2 separate regions of the Hordeum vulgare genome follow, and region 2 is linked to region 1. Evidence: chromatin contacts called from public Hi-C data. All regions are on one chromosome and are shown on one strand. Each heading gives the region's core, a stretch centred on a gene start, on an enhancer-like site or on the middle of the called end of the contact. The rest is flanking DNA. Distances are from core to core; before and after follow the strand shown.

Region 1 (2,680 bases), core at 116-2,615:
GAATTATTTTCTGGTAACGAAGCAGACGCATCCCCATCTTGTTCTCTGGAACACTTGTCCAGCACATCCTCATGGCTAAGAGAAGCACATGTGGATCTTCGATGGAATGCCATCAGGAACTCGTGTTTGTTTGCTGTCTCATCCACCAGTCCCACAAAATGTTTCTGTAAAGCAATTGCCTCCTTACCATCAAGCTTCCCACCATCTACTCCCACGGTGGGAATTACCCGTTTTGGGTGCAAGAACTTCACATAGTCCCGCAGCTCATCATAGCTCGAGTGCTCACTATAAGGTACAAGATGTATTTTGAGCGAATCCTTCACTCTAACTGCGAACCCTTCCTTCTTGGTCTCGTACATCCATCCGGTTGGTACAAACCCAACTGCCTTGGTGTACCCTCTCTCCAACATGATCTCCTTCATTTTCACAAAATTCGGCCGAAAATAGGGCCATGTCTCCCCCAAAATATTCCACCCTATGACATGCACATCTGTTGCTGCAGGGTCTTCAGTAAAAACTCCCTTCTCCCCACCAAACCCCAATTCTGTCAAAATCTCCATCTTCCTACTATCCACATGGATCGTGCACCCACAGCGCCTTGCAACCTCCAGCAAAATCCTCTCCTTGCCCACAACATAAGTAGCGATCAAATACAAGACGCGCTCTCCAGCCACCCCACTCTCCTCCTTCACCTGCTTTATCGTGTTCACAACATACTCTAGTGACTCCTCTTGAGAAGGAAATGTAAATTTGGGGTTACAGTATGTGGTGTCCAGGAATAGCGCATCAGCACCGACGAATTCCAGCAGATTAGGGTTGCTTCTCATGGAGTGCGTGTACCGGAAGTCGCCGGTGTGCACATACCTCTCCGGGTTTGTTCCAGGGGAGGTGAAGAGGAATTGGACGGCCCCAGGGCAGTGGTTGGCATCGACGGCGACAACGCCCCAGCCATCAACGGTGATGCGGACGTCAATGTCAATGGAGACGATGAGCTCCTGCGGCACAGACAGCACGGAGGCAAGGAGGCGGGCGGTGGGGGCGGTGCAGAAGACGAGGCCGCGGCGCCAGGAGGGCCCGAGGCCGGCGTAGTGGTCGGAGTGGAAGTGGGAGAGGAAGTAGGCGACGGAGAAGTCGCCGGCGTGGCGGAAGGCGTCGACGAGGAAGTGAGAGTTAGGGATGAGCGCGGTGGGGGGGACGGAGGCCGGGACGGGCGGGGTGGCGGCGGAGGCGGAGAGGGGATGGGTATGGGCGGGGGAGAGCGACGCGAGCGAGGAGAGGAAGAGTGCGGAGGTGGTGACGGAGAGCGATTTTGAGGCGGGGGAGCAGAGGAGGGACGCCATTCGTTTTGGTGGAGGGTTTAGGGTTTGGGCGGCGTGGCGGCGGCGGCGGCGGCGGCGGCGGCGAGGAAACGCATGGTGCGGTGGTGGCGGGGGTGGAGGACGGTGGCTGCTGGCCTGCTGGGTCCGTGAAGAGGTTCGGCTCGGCGCCGCGGCGGTTTTCCAACAAGTGTTTTTTTTTCCTCTGGGAAAGAAATTTGTAAAATTTGGTTATATGGGCCTCCAGCCCCTTGTTCAACAAGGTGAAAAAGACGACCAGGTCAAGCCCATGTTCTCGTCCTGTCTAGAAAAAAAATGTTATGTCTCGCTTGTCAATATTGCCATTCTCTCCATCTCGGATCTGGCCGCAGCTAAGGTACCCTTTGTTGTGTAACTAGTGACTGGGGCGCCACCCGGTGGCGCCGGAAGCTTTGCGTACGTTTTTATTTAAAAAAAATACATAGTCCTCGCCTATGTCTAAAAAAATATCTTAGAAACAAAATCCTCATCTTCAACTAAAAAACAGCTTACCCAGTGAACGCCACTTTGCATAATCCTTCATTTAAAAAATACTAAAGGTCCTCACTTTCATCGAAAAAAATACATTTAAAAAATAATCCTCACCTTCATCTGAAAATATTTCTAAAAGATTCTAACCACGGTCAACCGGCTTGCGCCATGTGATATAGCTGGTTGGGCACACTTCACGCGACGTTTAATGGGTTAATACGAATGTGAAGGAGTATTCCCTCTATAAAGTAATATAAGATCTTTTAGATAACTAATTAATGATCTAAAAGATCTTATATTACTTTACAGAGGGAATACTAAATTAGGACTTGATAATACGAAAACAGAACATGAAATGGTAACTTGAGAGTTCAGAAGCATGAGAGAATGAAAGAGTAGTATTGGGGAAGCGTCAAAGAAAAAAGGCACATCTTTCAACCATCATGCCACTACAGTCTTAGTTCTTGTTTTCACAACATAGTCGTATAAAAGAAAAGGAATACATAAAGATCATTCCGAGAATTTGATCCAACATATGACGCATCGTGTAAATCCAGCCATCTGAATGTCTTCTATATAATTTGAAGTGTCTTGAAGCTTTTCTCTGCTACTCTACTTCTTCGCTGCAAGGGTGTATGAAAATCACTAATCGTCGGTGCTGACAAATTAATTGACAAATAGTCACAAAATCAGTAACCATGTAAACGTACAAAGGAACAATGTTGATCAAACCAGAAGCAACTCACAATTTATACATGGTCCGATAAATTAAACATCGGGTCATAATGCATTTGCTTTGTGCAATTCCATTCAGGGTCATACCATAATTAAGTGTGCAACACGCACACACAATA
Region 2 (2,680 bases), core at 96-2,595, 240 kb after region 1:
TCGATGTGGCTGGAGAAGGTGAGACATGCTTCACCGCTCTAGGAGCCGCCGATGGCGAACGCAGGGTTCCCACCGACAGTCTGCAGCACCTGACGGATGATGCCGGAGGGGTTGTGGACGGCGTCGCGCAGGTGGGCGAAGGCGAAGCGGCGTGGACACTGAAGGATGCACGAAGGGGGGGGGGGGACAATGGGGATAGACAGAGGAGGAGGCGGGGCAAGTGGCGTGGCAGCAGGAGAGGGGGCCTCGTCGTGGTGACTGGGGTGAAAGAGTTAGCAGTGCGAATGTCGTGGAGGCGATGACGCAGGGCTTCACCATCCAACGACAGTGGCACCGGAGTGGCAGCGTTGGCCGGCTGCCCACGAAGCAAGCCGACAGCCGCATCAGGAACGCCGAGCAAAGGCGCGGAAGTTCGTCCAGGGGCGTAGACAACGATAGGGACACCCGGGATGATAACAGCCGGAGCATTGCTCGCAGGACTAGGGCGGGTGGAGGTAGCATTGCGGGCCATGTCACTGCACGTGGAGGAGGGATTTAGGGATGGCTTGGAGGGAAGAGGCGGGAAGTAATGGAGGTGTCTAACAGAGCGGCAGTGAGGACTGCGGTGCCCCGAACGCCAGCAACGAGCGCACCGGACGGGGTCGCCGCAGAACTCGACTATGTGATCGGAGGCGAGGCAGCGGAAGCAGCGAGGCTTGTGTTGGCGGTCAAGGCGCGAGTGGAAGGGTTGGTAGTGAGGGCTGGCAGTAGGAGAGGAGGGGTAGTTTATAGGCTCCACAGTAGCGAGAGTGGTTGGTGAGGGCTGGTAGTGAGGGCTGGCTGAGGGTGGGGAAGATAGCAGAGCGTCTTTGTAGGAGGGGGTAGCGCATTGTTCAGCCACTTCGTTTGGCGAGTGTACGCGCGTGATGGGCGTGGCATGAGAGGGGATGGCAGAGAGCTGAGCAGCTGCAGGGGTAGGAGAGGTCAAGTTCGAGCACGGGGTGGTGTGATCATAAGATTCTTGGGGCAGCATGTTGTTTTGGTGCTGAAAAAGAGGGAGGAGAGTGTTATTCGTACCTGCTGATTGGAGTGATGAGGATGAGCATGCAGGGTGTCTCAGCTGGGGATGAGCATGCAACAGCGTCAGGGTTGGAGTTTGCTGTATAGGCGGCATGGATGACATGCGCGCAGTGGGGTACGTTGCAGGGGTGGGGATGAGAGTGGACTTGATGGGCTGCCTTGGCTGAAAAGGAGATGTCAGCGGGGTGCAACTGCGGGCGCGGCGATGCAGAGTGCACGCATGCGTAGGGTGAATCTGGTCAGGGGCATGGGAGCGTGGGTTTGAGGGCCGGGTAGGTGAGATTTCGTCCTCGGTCGCCGTCATTTGTCCGGACCTGGTTGCGTCTCCGAAATGAGTAGAGGGATAGGAGAGGGATGGTGTGGTCAAAGGCAGCAGGTTAGAAGCATTTTTTTGGTGGCTGATGGGTGCGGGCCTAGTACAGAGGGCGGTGTAACAATAGTGGCCGAGCAGTCGATGGGAAGGGAGGCTGTACTTATGAACTAGAGATGATCATGAGCCACTTGCGGGCAGTCAAATAGGTGTAGGGAGAGGCATTTGATATCGAGCACATTAGAAAGCAACACTTCAGCGCGTACTACAAGGGAGCTAACGGTCATCTTGAACAAGTTGTCAGAAAGTCTATTTGCTTGAAAATCATTAAGACGGGAGAAAAAATGGTTTAGCAAGTTTAAAACCAGCGTCAATGAGGGTTTAACTAGGTTAGGCTGAAAACAAATCCAAATAGAGCAGGTGGAGAGATTGTTATTGAGTGGAGCAGCGACGTCCGAGTGGTAATTACTCTTAATACGGTTGTAGAATCTTAAACCAGGGCGGAAGTGCCTAACCTTGATGTGGTCGTAGGAGTGATATCATGTTGTTGCCGTCGCCGGATACCGATGAACCACCTGTTGGCACTGACCCTGTACGACACGTACGTCTCTCGTAGACGATTACTTTCCGTCGAGAGCACACAAGCAGTCGTCGAGCCAGCCGAGTGCTTTCCGACCGTAGCGTATGTAGACGTACAAAGCTAACCTGCTAAGCAGGCAGGCAGGCAGGCACCTGGATGGATTCTCACGTAGCAGATGTGAGCTAGCTTGCACAACCTCAAGGCTGATCGAACCAGCACCGGTTCAAGCAACGGAACACGCACACGAAAACACTGAAGACGCCGAGATGATTGCCAGAGGCTCGTATCGAGCCTTTGATTGTATTGCTTTGATCTTGGTGGTTCGATCAGCCTTGAGGTTGTGCAAGCTAGCTCACATCTGCTACGTGAGAATCCATCCAGGTGCCTGCCTGCCTGCCTGCTTAGCAGGTTAGCTTTGTACGTCTACATACGCTACGGTCGGAAAGCACTCGGCTGGCTCGACGACTGCTTGTGTGCTCTCGACGGAAAGTAATCGTCTACGAGAGACGTACGTGTCGTACAGGGTCAGTGCCAACAATTGGTATCAGAGCTTGGTTTATTGACGTGATCTTCGGAAAGCAATCGAAGGATCATGTCAAACCCGGGCAAGGAGATCGTTGTGGCGGGAGCTAGAGCACCGATGCCGATGGTTGGGGGGTCGCAATTCCCCCGGCTGGATCGAGAGGACTACGCACTATGGGTGATGAACATGGAGGTCGCGATGGAGGGAG

The links. A called contact is a pair of places that touch in the nucleus more often than the background predicts.
Region 2: a Hi-C map of seedling shows a contact between it and region 1, with 1.9 times the contacts expected there. The contact joins the enhancer-like site here to the promoter of LOC123444132 in region 1. A contact is called at or near these places in 1 of 6 Hi-C or Micro-C datasets (seedling) and 1 of 1 datasets of contacts at active chromatin or transcription factors (embryo).

What each region holds. Positions count from the first base shown.
Region 1 is chr3H:437,427,514-437,430,193 of MorexV3_pseudomolecules_assembly, forward strand. It overlaps LOC123444132 (DNA ligase 6), which reads right to left and starts at 1,366. Exons shown (of 20, transcript XM_045120750.1): 1 at 1-1,366. The coding sequence starts at 1,340.
Region 2 is chr3H:437,669,981-437,672,660 of MorexV3_pseudomolecules_assembly, forward strand. No RefSeq gene overlaps it. Among protein-coding and RNA genes, the nearest start is that of LOC123440107, 7.8 kb to the right of the region's middle. Within about 2 kb of position 1,346, at least 3 of the 3 cell types and tissues checked have open chromatin away from gene starts, as enhancers often do. A contact at or near this core is called in seedling, where this site is marked.